5 separate regions of the Mus musculus genome follow, and regions 1, 2, 3 and 4 are each linked to region 5. Evidence: chromatin contacts called from public HiCAR-type and promoter capture Hi-C data. All regions are on one chromosome and are shown on one strand. Each heading gives the region's core, a stretch centred on a gene start, on an enhancer-like site or on the middle of the called end of the contact. The rest is flanking DNA. Distances are from core to core; before and after follow the strand shown.

Region 1 (2,700 bases), core at 49-2,548, 1.8 Mb before region 5:
ATACTTGCTAACAACATGCCAGGCTGGGAGTTCCATCCCTAGCAACACCTCCCTGCCCCCATATACAATAAAGTTAAAAAGAAAGCGGGAGGGGGGAGGAGGAAGACACGAATGAGTGTTGGAGATGTTGGTTCAGTGCTTGACTGTCCAGCATTCAGGAAGTCTTGGGTTTGATCCCCAATACCCCATAAACTGCGTTTGGTGCAGGGGCATGTCTACAGTCCCAGAACTAGGAAGGTGGAGGCAGGATGATCAGAGAAGTACAAGGTACAGTTTGAGGCCAATTTGGAATATAAAAGAAAGTCACAAAAACAAACACACAACAAAAACAAGTAAAACAAAACCAAGACTTCAGAAAACACTAATCTACTGAATGGATGAGCTGTAAGAAGGCGGGTGCTGGAAATCGGACGTTCTAGTGTTTTTTTCTGCACCCATTGGACTGGCTTGCGTACTCTCTGGTGTGTTCACTCCTTAGTTTGTAAAACAGCCTCCCCAGGTGCTCTGCAGACGTCTGATTAGGTATCTTTATATTACATTTTCCTACCTAGGACCCGTATTGCTCTTCTGTCACTTCTCTTTCTTCCCGAAAACACTTCCCTGCCTTCCAGACCTTTACAATAGAGTATCCGAGGTCCTTCCACTATGCTCCAGCCTTGCTAAGTAGCCCCTGCTGGCTTGGAACCTGCGATCCTCCTACCTCCGTCCCTCGAGTTTGAGGATTATGAAATGTTCCTTTCGTCTTTTACAGAAAAAAAAAATTAAGCCCTCCGTCATAGGCTAAAAGACTTAAGAGTAGTCTAAAGTGAACTTGACTCAAGCATCCTAAACCCCTCACTGTGCACATCCCAGGCTTCAGGGTTCTAGTAAACACGCCCCGCCTTCCGCAGGCGACACACACACTCACGTACGCGCGCGCGTGTACAGACACACACACACACACACACACACACACACACACACACACACACACTCACTCACACTCACACTCACACACTCACACTCACACACTCACACTCACACTCACACTCACATCTGCGCACAGTAGCCCAAACGAAGGCTTCCGCGCCCACCGCCACGCCCCCGAAGTACCGCCTCTTTAAATTTTAAAACGAAGGCTCAGGCCAATGAGAACTACATTTCTCCCGGAACTCAGCGCCCCGCCCACCGCCACACCCTCCACCAATCAAGCGGAGGTCTTCCACACGCCTTCCAGTTAGGGTTAAAGAGGGAAGTGCTTACGTAACTTACGTTCAGCCTGCAGCCAATAGGAGCCGAGTTTGGGTACCAGCTCCTCCAATAGCTGCAGCTGTCGGAGAGCGCGGGAGCCTTCGGAGCAGGGCCTCAGAGAAGCGGGCAATGGCGCTGGTTCTCTGAAGAGAGTGCTTTACCTCAGGAAGGGCCACGCGCGGCCGGGCAGAGGGAGTCCCGTGGCGGCCGAGATGGCCTGCTGTCACAAAGTGATGCTGCTGGTGGACACAGCGGGCGTCTCTGCTCCTCATAGCCCGGCCCGACGCGCCGCCCTCCGGCTCCTCACTTACCTGAGCTGCCGCTTCGGCCTTGCCAGGGTCCACTGGACCTTCAAGTTCTTCGACTCTCAGGGGGCACGGAGCCGGCCCTCCCGCGTGTCCGACTTCCGCGAGCTGGGGAGCCGCTCCTGGGAGGACTTCGAGGAGGAGCTGGAGGCCAGGCTGGGGGATCGCCCTCCCGGAGCTCACCTGCCGGGCCCGACGCCCAGAGCCACCCACACGCACGGTGCCCTGATGGAGACGCTGCTCGACTACCAGTGGGACCGGCCGGAGATCACGTCGCCCACCAAGCCGATCCTGCGGAGTAGCGGCAGGAGGCTGCTGGACGCCGACGGCGAGGCCAGGGAGGCCCAGGCCGCGCTCGGGGGCTTTGGGAACGCCGTCTTCCTCCTGGCGCCCTGTCCTCACTCGCAGAGGGAGCTGCTTCAGTTCGTGTCCGGGTGCGAGGCACAGGCTCAACGCGTGCCGCTCACCCCCAAGCAGGTGATGGAGAAGGTGTTGCCCAAGAGAGTCCAAGAGGTTATGATCGCCCGAAATATCACCTTGTACTGGGTGGACACCACCGAGCGATCTAAGGTAAGGTGAGAAGCAGTCTGGATCCGGTCCGCAACTCCCCGACAGCTGAACTTGTCAGGCTCCGTAAAGTGCCACAGACCCAGAATGAACCCCGTGTGCCTTCCGAGGGAAACCCTTGCGGGTCGCAAAGGACAGCGTTCCTCCAACAAAATGGGTAGATTCTGGGTACCTATTAAATCCGAGTGTGGAAGAGCCTCTGCGCTTTGGTACCTGGGTGCTTTTGCGTCCTTAGTTTTGCTACACAGCACTTGTATTCCAGCATGGTGGAAGCCTGGTTCAGCCAGGCTACAGGACTTGGCCGCTTGTTTTGTCTAGTGCTGCTGTGTCTTCCTGGACCTCTAATCCTCTCCCTCTGAGGCAGTAGAAACCTCTCTTAACCTTTGTTGTTGGCCCGGCCTGATGACGCCCCAGCCCTCAGGAGGCAGAGAGGCAGGTCTCTCTCTAGTTCTAGCCTCCATCCAGGTCTATGCAGAGAGGCCCCATCTCCAAAACAAAAGCAAACCCCTTTGTTGTTGTGGCCTGTGCTCTTTCTCTATTGTGTTCCAGTTGGACACACCAGACACACCTGTCATCTTCCATTTATTCTAAAAACACC
Region 2 (2,700 bases), core at 53-2,552, 1.4 Mb after region 5:
TGTAAGAGAATACCTCATTCTTAGATACCAAGAGTTCCAAGTTCAAGGGTCATGGTGTGTACCTGGTTCACAGGTATTTCAGGAATTGTGTGTGTGTGTGTGTGTGTGTGTGTGTCTGAGAGAGAGAGAGAGAGAGAGAGAGAGAGAGAGAGAGAGAGAGAGAGAATACATGAGGAGAAGAGCATCAAAGGTGAAGCAGAAAGATACCAATGACAAAGACAGTGGGAGAAATGTGTGACACTAACAACTCTAGCAACAGCGTAAGAATCTGAATGGATGAGGGTTCTTTGTATTATTCTTAGTTTTACAAATTTTCTGAAAGTTTGAATTAAGTCCCAGTTGAAAGTTAAAAGAGCAAAACAACAGAACAAACGAAACAAAACAAACAACCCAAAACCCCTAAAACTTCAGCGTGAACAAAATCATTGACGAGCAGAGGTATAACGGCCTGGAGGCCGTGGAGCCTGGAGGCTGTAGGAGCCTGCAGTTGGACCAACACAGCCTCTGTTCTGGACCTATTCATGAGTCTTGAATGTGCCCACAGTTCAGCTGGCCCAGTTCTACCAGAGGCAGAGCGTTTCCCTGCAGATGTGATGCTAGGCGCACAGGCATGTCTGTGCTTCCAGAAGTCCCCATCACATTCTGGGCCAGAGACACAGATGGTGGCTGGATTCCAGCCACAGATGTAGCTCCCTCCAGAACAGTGAGGCCTACAACTGGAGCATGCTGCTGCTGGGTCACAGGCCTGAGGGCACAGTAGCATCTGTGTGACTGCAGACTTATTCTCTGTGAGAGGAACAGTTAAGGCTATCCATGGCCTCGCATCTGCTGGTCCCATTCACTATGACAAGGCTGTGCAGTCAGCTTCTCACCCTCTCACCCCCATGCCTGAGGTCAGCATGAAAGTGTTAGCCACTAACCCCTGGACTGTCCTTCTGCATACAATTCCCCCACAAACATCTTCAGAACATCTCTGTGAGATTACTTCCTTTATACCAGGATCTTGGGTAGCTATTTCTTCCTAGTGGCTACACTCCTTAGAGATGCTAAACACACGACAAAGTTATGAGAGTTCTTAAGAACATTACAAGACTCGAGACCCAGCCCCCATGAAGCCCATCCCAAAGGTTGCACAAGCCGTCACGGTTACTGGAGAGAGGAGACTCTCTCATGGAATTGCCTGCAAGTTGTGCAGAGAGTGTCAGAGATATTGCTTTTATGAGGTCATCCATGCTGGGATGGGTTTTCAGTGACATAGCTGCCTGAGTCACCTGTGTTCTTATAAGTAACCCCAATAAAATCATTGGTTCACTTTAGCCTATTATTGGTTGTGCTCTACCTGGGCATTTGCTCACATCTCCAACAGGCCCAGGTAGAGAGTTTATATGTAACTTACTATTGTGTTCCAAGGCTAGCTGCATTGAGTGCAGTATAAAAGAGCCTCACATTTCACAAAAGTGGAAACTAAGACACAAAGGTTAAAGAGCTCCCAAAATAACACAGAGAAAGAGAAGTGGAGGTTTCTCAGTTGGCAGGGGAAGGAAGTGGGTGAGTCTGGATCAGGTTAAGGAAAAGGAGTGGACAGAGCCCCAAGATCCTGGTGAGAGATGAAGGAAGTGTGTGTGCATACGCGTAGCGCAGAGGGAGATACATGTCAGGGCAAGCATCATTTCCACCAGTCTTAACCCCATAAAAACTATCAAGTGAAAATAATTTAAAACAAGGACACTCAGGATGGAGTCCCATGTGTGAGCAGTGTGATGTCACTCGAGATGGAGTTCCACTCGTGAGTAGTGTGATATACTGGTGCAAGTTGAGGTCCTCATAATTGGTGTTCGAGTCCTTTCTGGGGGAGCTTGGAGCCTACCGACATTTTAGAAGAATGAAATCACTTGAAACAAGTCCCCTTCAGACTTACCTTCCTGATTCTACAAATGAGTACATGGAGATACCCCTGGAAGGTACTGTGCATCTGGCATAGCAACGGAGTCTGTGAGCTTCAAAAGATTCATGATAGCCAGTAAATGAAAAGGAAGAGGAGGAGGCTGTGGGGGAGGGGGAAGGGAAGCGGGGAGGGGGGGTGAGAGATGGGGTCAGTTCTGGAACATTTCAGGGGCCTTTCATTTCCATCCCACTCTGCCTTAACCTTGACCAAGATGTTAGTACTCATGCCTTGCTTGAAGACATTTGACTTAGTTTTTAAAGAAATCACAAGCTTTTAAGATTTAAAGAAAAATGGTTGGAGATGGTGGTCCTGGATGCTCCCTCAGCCTTTTCCCGGTTCTGATTCTGATGTGTAAAGCTTCCCCAAATCCTGCAAAGAAAGATAAAAGCCTGTATTCAGTGTGTGGGGGTGACTAAAGGAACTGCACCCCAGGAAGCTAAGCAGGCAGGGTGGGGCTGAGGACGATGGGGCTGTAGAGTAGACACCATGTTCCTGAGTGAGGCTAGTTCTTTTCACAGCCCATAGCATAGCCTCAGCTCAACAACTGATCTGCAGCAGGAACCTCTAGCGAAGGGAGGGCACTCAGCCCAGGGCAGGCCAGTTCCCAGTTCCTCCTGTTAAAGGTAGGAATGGGAAGCGTGTGTGTGTGTGTGTGTGTGTGTGTGTGTGTGTGTGTCCGTGTTAGTGTGTAGTGGGAAACATTAACTGGGGGTTTCTACACACCTTAGATCATTTAGTTCCCAAATAAAAGACAC
Region 3 (2,700 bases), core at 115-2,614, 1.1 Mb before region 5:
CGGGGTCCACTCTAAGCACACTTGCCCCCCCCCCCCAAGTCCCTCACAGTGGCTCAACAGGCCCTGTAGCAAGTTAGCCAAAGTTGTGAGAGGAAAGGAGGAAGCTGCAGCGGCAAGGCCACACAGGCCATCCTGGAGCTGGGCCTGCGGTCAGTGACTTCTGCTTCCCTAAGCACTCTTGTGTAAAACTGCACCTTATTGCGACAGCGTCCTCTGGGTGCCCGCCTACCTTGGTGAGCTCCTGCTGCAGCTGCTGCCACTGCTCGTTGTACGTCTTTCTCAGGTGCTGCCGCTCCCGGATCAGCACGCTCAGTTTGCTCAAGGGCCCCGAGTTCAGATCTTCTGCATGCTGCCGCAGCACCCGGCTCAAGTTCTCGGTCTGGCTTGTTATCTCTGCCCAGGACTACAGCACATTGTGGGATAGGGAAATGGGAAGAACAGGGCAATGGCCCGCAAGCCTGGGTTTGCATCCTTTCCAACCCCACCTCTAAGCGGGGAGGTGATGAGGGCAAGTGAATGGGAGAGCTCACGGAAGCTCACCTGGCTGACAGGGCTGTCGGGGCCGCTGCTCCAGCTCTGGCCTCCGCTGTCCTGCAAGGACATGTGGTGAAGCAATCCTGCATATTCCCGGTCACTCTTGACCCTCTGGGCCATCCACTTCCTCATGCCCTCCAATAAGCGCAGCTCAGCTTCCTGCATCTGCTGCACTGCCCCGTGGCCCTGGGGGCTGCACAGCTCTGAAGAGAAGCCCATAATGGTGTCCTGGGGACAGAAACCGGGTCATTCAGTGGAGACAAAAGAAGCGGCTGGTGATGGAAGATGAGGCTACGGTCGAAGAGGGCTGCGGGCGGGACATGGGTGGGGTTCTGCTTAGAAAAAAAAAAAAAATACCAAGAGGTGCAGAGAGCAGCCTGGACTGGGGCTGGCCCTTCTGCTTCCGATGTACTAGACTAGATTTCAGAGCCAGTGGTCCTGTTTCCAGGAACCAGACTGGAGGTCCCTAACAGGACCCTTCCCCCACACCATTCCTGGGTGTTACCGACTCCTGCCCTGCCCAGGGCCTTCAACAGTGCTGGACTGCGGCCTCCGGGAGCCACCGAAAAAAAACCCTATCACTGGGCTTTCCTGCTCTTCCCAAGATCCTAGCCCCACCCCCATCAGGTTTCAGGTTCCCAGAACACCCGCCTGGCCCCTTTCCGGTGCCCAGCCCTGCCCGTGTTCCACATAAACTCCTGGATCTCGAAGGTGGAGTTACCTTTCTCGGGCAGCTGCTCCTGGGGTAGGTGGCGGTGGACCGACTAAGGCCCAGAATCTGCCGGGCCAGTTCCTGATTCCTGCTTCCTCCTCCGTGGTTTCAGTTGCCCTAGGCCGCGGGGCGGGTCCACTATAGGGAAGAGAGAGCACAGCCCACCCCCCCATCCTGCTCCCCACTCTGCGTGCCCTGGGCCACAGCCTACAGCGACAGCTCAGCCACGGAAACGGAAGGGAGGAGGAGGCCGGCAAAGAATGGCCATGCGAAGAGTGGCCTGTGAACCAGGCACTCTCCAGGGTCCCGCGAACGCGGGGGAAGGAACCCAAAATGCAGTGGGGATGGACTCAAGGTGAGGCCTCAGGCAGGGTGTTGGGACCCCCGGGGCACCCAGGGTGTGTGGACTAATGTGAATCCTGACAGCGTGCTAGGGTGCCAGGGGGACATAGAGGAAGGAAGCCTAATCCTGTCCCTCCTCTGGATTCCCTAAGGAGACCTCAGGCGCCAGCCACTATTTGCATATAAAATCTCCAAGTCAAAATCCTAAGCAGAGGCCTGCTTCTCGGGCCCGGGTTCCGGTAGCACCCTTTCTCTCAGGCAGGGCGTTGAGTCTCAGTGGCAGCCTGGGCCAGCGTGGGGTATAGAACTGAGGAGAAATTATTTCCCCATGAGGGACTCAGGTTCCCCCAGCCATTCAATCCTGGTTTGCTGGGGTTTTTTTTGTTTGTTTGTTTTGTTTTTTCTTTTATTTTGAGAAAGGGTCTCTCTGTGTAGTCCTAGAACTTGCTATGTAGATCAGGCTGGCCTCAGATGAAGAGATGCCCTGCCTCTGCCTCCCAAATGCTGAGATTAAAGGTGAGCTCGGCTAGCTGTGATAAACACCAGAACTGAAAGCAGCCTGGAGAGAGAGATTGTCTGATTTAAGGATTAGAGTCCACCACCAAGGGAAGTCAGGGCTGGAGCTGAAACAGGAACCACGGAGGACACTGCTCGCTGGCCACTTGCTTTCACAGGCACCCCAGGATCTTTGTATGGGAAGGTAGACACCCCCAGTACACCGGGCCTTTCCACATCAGCCAGTATCAAAATGCTCCACCGACTTGCCCACAGGCCAATCCAATGGAGGCAACTTCTCAACTGAAGCTTCTCTTCCCAGGTGACACTAGCTTATGTCATGATAAAACCAAGGAGCACACAGATCTGGGTTCACTCAGGATCCCCTCAGACCTCAGCAGTGGAAGCCCTAGACCTCTTAGAGGCATTTAAGCCTTCTGACTTAAGCCAAACTGGCCCCTAGTTCCCACCCTTCCCCAGTCAAACAGCTAAGGGTCCCGAGAAGAGCTATAGACACTGGAGACCGGGCTTGGTTTGCATAGTCTGCACGTTTAATCACTTTAAAACCTCTAACATTATCTCGTGTCCATTAAATAGAACCAACAATGCCAGGCCTG
Region 4 (2,700 bases), core at 153-2,652, 1.8 Mb before region 5:
GCTTATGTTATACAGCTTCCTCTCTCAGGTTTGGTTCAATAGTGGCTGAAAACAGGGCATTATTTTAGGAATGCTAGTTGGTTTGTTTGTTCATGGTTATATAGTTCCTTAGAAAGATTGGGAAATAAAATTTTGCTGAATACATATATCCTAAATTAAAGACAGTGTAGGGTACATTCTGGGACCACTGAAATGATATATGTGTTGACCTCTAATGAACCATGGCTAATCCTCAGCCATTCTGAGACTCTATCAAGTTAAACAGAAAGGCAGCATGGCCTAAGTGAAGAGGTGGGCTGGTGCTGGAGTCAACTATGTGGACCTGCATCTTTTGGCTCGGCCACATTAGTTTTTCCTAGCCTCCTGGTTCAGTTTCCCTATATGTGAAATTAGAATATTAAAGTATCTCAGGGCTGCAATGGAGGCTCTGTACAGTCAAGTCTCACCATTAGGACTTTTCTTACTTGTATGCTTAGTTAATTTTAGAGGTTGACCACTTAAACATCTGGAAAAGAAGTGTTGTTAAATTAAACTCCTATGTTTCACACATACCCCTTTTCCTTTTCTTTTAAATGATCACCGAGGGGCATTCAAATTTCTCTTTTAAAAAAAAATGAAGTAGGATTAGTTTTAAACACGCATTGGTGATTTCGAAAGTACACTATGTACTTGGGAGGTATTGTTCAAACACTTTGTCCGCTGTACAGTTTACAGTTTACAAAGCAGCTTTTTAACAGCTTGATATCTCCAAGGCGCAGACTGGACCAAAATGAAGATAAAGAAGATAAATCTGTCTTTCCGTGAGTTACGACTTCACGAGCGCTCCAAACTACAGGTGTTCTGTTTCCTTAGCTACAAAAGAAGCTCCAAGTTTCTCTGGAAAAGAAATCTCTAGGAAAGATGTCGAGCGGCTGGGAACTTTCCCTCTCCTGGGGAAAGTTAGGAGATCGCACTCATGGGCCGCTGTCACCTCCCGAGACACCGAGGTGGCTGACACGCACAGTCCCTCCGGGTTCACAGGGAGGAGGGGCTCGGCTCGCAACTCCTCAGTGGGAGCTGGCCGCGGCCTCGTGCCTCGATTTACCGGGCTGTGACCTCTTTCTCCGAGAAGAAACCCTGGGTCCTGAAGGGACGGGGGCGGAGGCCGACAGCACCTGACTCACCTGAAAAGTCGGTCCCGGCCCTGGCTTTGGTTGGCGACTCGGATGAAGGCGTCCATGGCTCCCACCCACAGCCACGCGTTGCGCCCGCTCCCTCGTGGGTCCCCTGGGACGTCGCCGGTCCCGGGGGACAGCGGGAACAGATTAGTTGCCAGGTGGGTGGGACTTCGTCTCTCCGCCCACACGGGGGTGGGCACACCTTCGGAAACGCGGCTTTTGGAGTTCCGGTTAGTACCGGAAGTGGTAGTTACTAAGGCGACGCCAAGCCACAAGACTTGTGAGTAGAGCTGAGTTTCACAAGGTCGTGGCCTTCTCCCGTCTTGGTTTCCAGGTAGAGGCACTGAGTGGGTCATTCCCCTGCCTCAGGCGTCCAGGTGTCCCCAGGTACCCATGAACCCCATCAGGAATGCTAAATGGTCTTCTCAGGCTGCAGGCCGCATCCTTTCCCAGTGTCAGGCCTTATGATGCAGGCAACAGAGCTAAGTCAGTTCCTGGGGTGTGTTTCTAGCAGAAGAGTGGGAGTAAAGTGGGAGAATTTTCTATTAGGATTATTGAAAAACCAAATGATTCCTGAGGAAATCCTACAAGCTCCACACCAGCAAAGCACAGGCAAGGGAGATCAGTGACATTGCACCGCTGATCGTTGGTTCTGTGGCGTTTGAAGATGGAGCCCCACTTAGTAATTTTCTTCTTTTCACCGCTTCTCCCTCCTTCCTCGCCTCATTACCTCTCCCCTGTCTTTCTGTTTACCCTACCCCTTTATGATATTATTCCAGCAATGACTCTGATGGCTTGGGTGGGAATATCCTGCTGAAACACAGCCTCAGTCTCGTCACCCAACCTTCTTAGGGGATGCCCCAGAGGTGCTTTTCTAAGGATGGGGTAACATGTGAGTTCCTAGGCTTCTCTGAAAGCTTGTGGGCCAGGACCCCTCAGTGACGCCTCTCTAGCCAGCTGAGCTACGCTCACTGATCCCTGCAGGGACCTGGGCCACATTAACTGTACAATAATGCACAATACATGGTCCTCCCTCAGCTGGCAGGCTTTCCTAATGCTCTAACTTGTTACTGCGGACAGCAAGGCTCCCTATTGTGGGCTAGTAAAAAAAAAAAAAAAAAAAAAAAAAAAAAAAAAGAAATAGTTGCAGATTGAAACTGGAGGGCGATTTTACTGCCAGCTTGAAAGAAAAAAAAAAAGACAACAGGGCAAACTGTGAATCTCAGTAGCTTCCAAGAATAGAGAGATGAAGAAGAGGAGGAAAAGAGAAAGCCGTGCTTTTTACAATGGAGGTTCCCAAGCAGCAGCTTGGTGAAAGGGTGGGAGCAGCGTGCGGACAGCATGTGAGAAAACCCAGAGTCTCTGGTGGAAGCTCTGCAAGCTGCTCCTTGAAAGGAAATTTATAAGCTTGCTCGGTGTGTCTGTGAAATCGGGTCGCCTACTTTTCTCTATTCCCTGCTTCGGGCCTGCCCCTAACACTTGCAGGCCCGAAGTAAAGTACACACCAGACCTATAGACTCTATGTTTAACTATTTGAAAATTG
Region 5 (2,700 bases), core at 156-2,655:
CCAGGGGCTATGAATTTTGGACAGGCTCACAGCCTAACATTTGTCTAAGATCAAAGTATGTGCTCACAGCTGCATCCTGTTCTCAAAAGTTGCACTTTGCATATCAGTTGACTGACTTTTAAGGGTTTGTTGCTGTTTGCAGCTGCTTGAGCATGTGAGGCCTAGCACTGACCATGCAGGGTAAGGAACAGGGTCACCCGATCATTAGTAATAAAAATCCAGTGGGACTCGCACTCGGTGAACCTGCCTGGTTGAGTGACCCTTCTGAAGAAGTGCATTCGCTTGCGCCTTGTGCTCTGGATTGTGTGGTGATTTCCCTGAGACCCCAGACCCATTTCTAACACGAGAGTACCTTCCTCCCTGAAATGGAACATGTCTTGCACTCCCACTCCTGACCCTTGAATTGTCAGGGCTACAATTGTGCTCCCGGTTGGAACAATCTATTGGCTCCTGTTCACTACTCCGTTCCGTGACTAACAGGTCCACAGGCCTTTAATTAATGTGCTATTGAATTTATGAACAAATAAATGAATGAGTCAAAGGTAAGATTCAAACCAAGTAGGGCTGAATCATAGGGCAATGTGGGGGTTGGGGAAAGATGGAGAAATTAATTTGCAGGAGGAGCCAGTTTCTCAGTCTACATCCAGGGCCGGCTTCCTGGAGTGGACCACACTCAAACTCCAGTTCCCCAATTCAGACCCGTCCCCTACGGAATTGGTTTTGGGGGTTTTGTTTTGGTTTCTCTTTGAGCCAGCGAATAAAAGGCTGCAAACATCATCGCAGCTGTTCCATAAGGACCCCGCCTGTCTGGTCCCTCCCCCACCAGCCTTGGGTCCCCCGCCCCTTCGTAGCTAAAGGCGAAGTGGCCCTGCTGCGGGAACCCCGGGAAGCGCGCAGGGCGGGTCTGGGTCGGCAGGGCCGCAGCCTCGCGGGCGCTGTCCATGGTGCCTGCGCGCCAGCCGCACCCGGCCGGCGCTCGCTAGCTCACCGCTTGTAGTCCGAGGAGAAGATACCGCCGCTCGCCGGGTCGTGGCCATATTCTGGCTCCCCGGGACCGGCTGAGCCGCCCTTGTCTTCGCTGTAGGCCGGAGCGGCCGACATGGATCTGCGCTGAGGGGTGGCTGAGCGGCCGGGTTGGGCTTTGGTCGAGGAATGGGATGCACGCCTAGCTCTGCGGAGCTGCAATCTGCGCGGCGGAGGCAGCGCGCAGATTCAGCAATCAGGGCTGAGCGCTAAGGTTCTTAAAGGGACCGGCACCACCCGCGGAGTGCAGGGTTGGGGTGAGCTGACAGGGGACGGAGGAACAGCGCCTGCCCTGTCCCAATCTCTCAGAACTCTCTGGCAACTGCAAGCATCTAAAGGTCTCTCACAGTGAGCAAGGCTGCAGGGCTGATGACTGTATAGTCTTTGGAGGGATGCGGACCTCCTGCCTCCGCCCTCCCGATCACCTGACCTCCACGGACCCGCCCACCCATGCAGTGAGAGAGGGGGACGTGAGGGACACTGAAAGAAGGCCATACTCGCAGGCCTGGGTTGGAACATCTACCTTGGAGATTTAGGGGTGGGTACCTTTCCATCCTTTTTCACACAGTCTAAATCCCTCTGAGGATAACCTGCTTACTCACTGGGAATCATAGCAACTTCCTGGAAGAAGTGGAATTTAAGAGGAGGCTGACCCAGGAAGCAAGTGCTAAGGGCATTCTGGGAGCAAATCAGTTCTAGGTGGAGTAAAGAGAACCTCCAACATCCTAATTACGTTTGGGAAAATACTTTAATGATCCCTTCTGAAACCTCTTTTGGCCCATTCAGGAGGACCCAAGGTCACATTAATCACTGGTTAGGTTCCTGTCCATTGACATCTAGAAGGGAAAGAAGACGAACAGATTGAGTTAGGGTCTGGTGTAATTGCCAGGTCTCCAGGACTTTGTGATTTATCAAGCTTAGCTCCTAAGACCCAAGGAAGGAAGGAAGGGAGGAAGGAAGGAAGGAAGGAAGGAAGGAAGGAAGGAAGGAAGGAAGGAAAGCAAGAAGAAGGATTGTAGCTAGTTCTGGATTAGAGAGAACACCCTGGACTAGGCTGATGGTGAATTGTTTATCTTTGGTCTAGATTTTGGACATGAGGTTGAGTGATTGGGAACTCCTGGCCAGGCTCATAGAATGGAAGTATTCCCAAGGACCGAGATTTGTAGACTAGGGTCCCAATTCTCTAAGATCAGAATTGGTGGACTGTTTGGAAAAGGATGGAACTGAGAAAGGCGGACTTTGGATCAATAGAAAGTTCTACTGCAAAAAGAAGGATGGAGTTGGAGCAGCCCCTGGGTTGGAGATCGGTCATGTTCAGTAAATATATCTGCTCAGGATCTAAGAACAGTAGCCTGAGGTCTACCTGGCGCTAAAGGGTTTCAAAGTGTGTAACTTCAAAAATAGGTACACCTATTCTGGGGACTTTAGATTGCCAGAGTAAAGAGTTTAAGATGAAAGGAACCTGGTCTGGGTGTAGTGGAGAGGGGAATCATCTGAATTATGCTGGAGCAAGTTGGTTAGGTGCCTTTGTTAGCAGACTGGGGCTGGCATGGGATGTGGGCAGGTAGAAGAGAGGCACTTACTGAGTCCATGCCCAACAGGTTCAGTGCAAAGTGCACACAGTTGCTGCTAGTGGGATGGTAGGGAGGAGGATCGTTGTCCATAGCTTCTCGCACG

Evidence for each region. Promoter capture Hi-C pulls out the DNA fragments that hold promoters and counts their contacts. HiCAR-type assays count read pairs that join an accessible place to other places.
Region 1: a contact with region 5 is called in a HiCAR-type map of astrocytes, with 5 times the contacts expected there. The contact joins the promoter of Ticrr here to the promoter of Ap3b2 in region 5. A contact is called at or near these places in 2 of 39 promoter capture datasets (liver and pre-B cells) and 1 of 115 datasets of contacts at active chromatin or transcription factors (astrocytes).
Region 2: a promoter capture Hi-C map of embryonic stem cells shows a contact between it and region 5, with 4 times the contacts expected there. The contact joins the promoter of 1700010L04Rik here to the promoter of Ap3b2 in region 5.
Region 3: a contact with region 5 is called in a promoter capture Hi-C map of liver, with 2.4 times the contacts expected there. The contact joins the promoter of Fes here to the promoter of Ap3b2 in region 5. A contact is called at or near these places in 2 of 39 promoter capture datasets (hippocampal neurons and liver).
Region 4: a promoter capture Hi-C map of liver shows a contact between it and region 5, with 3 times the contacts expected there. The contact joins the promoter of Wdr93 here to the promoter of Ap3b2 in region 5. A contact is called at or near these places in 4 of 39 promoter capture datasets (liver, neutrophils and pre-B cells) and 1 of 9 other capture datasets (liver).

Annotation. Positions count from the first base shown.
Region 1 is chr7:79,658,898-79,661,597 of GRCm38.p6, forward strand. Ticrr (TOPBP1-interacting checkpoint and replication regulator) reads left to right here and starts at 1,299. Exons shown (of 22, transcript NM_029835.1): 1 at 1,299-2,105. The coding sequence starts at 1,443.
Region 2 is chr7:82,850,297-82,852,996 of GRCm38.p6, forward strand. It overlaps 1700010L04Rik (a long non-coding RNA gene), which reads left to right and starts at 1,303. Exons shown (of 5, transcript XR_378283.4): 1 at 1,303-1,961. It overlaps Gm36584 (a long non-coding RNA gene), which reads right to left. Exons shown (of 5, transcript XR_003946820.1): 3 at 1,919-2,314.
Region 3 is chr7:80,386,582-80,389,281 of GRCm38.p6, forward strand. Fes (feline sarcoma oncogene) reads right to left here and starts at 1,365. Exons shown (of 19, transcript NM_010194.2): 1 at 1,256-1,365; 2 at 541-762; 3 at 230-403. The coding sequence starts at 753. It overlaps Furin (furin (paired basic amino acid cleaving enzyme)), which reads right to left. Exons shown (of 16, transcript NM_011046.3): 16 at 2,613-2,700.
Region 4 is chr7:79,741,747-79,744,446 of GRCm38.p6, forward strand. Wdr93 (WD repeat domain 93) reads left to right here and starts at 1,403. Exons shown (of 18, transcript NM_001381990.1): 1 at 1,403-1,491. Pex11a (peroxisomal biogenesis factor 11 alpha) reads right to left here and starts at 1,385. Exons shown (of 3, transcript NM_011068.2): 1 at 1,164-1,385. The coding sequence starts at 1,219.
Region 5 is chr7:81,492,520-81,495,219 of GRCm38.p6, forward strand. It overlaps Ap3b2 (adaptor-related protein complex 3, beta 2 subunit), which reads right to left and starts at 1,406. Exons shown (of 26, transcript NM_021492.3): 1 at 989-1,406. The coding sequence starts at 1,101. BC048679 (cDNA sequence BC048679) reads right to left here. Exons shown (of 6, transcript NM_001193274.1): 5 at 2,607-2,700; 6 at 1,755-1,859. The coding sequence ends at 1,827.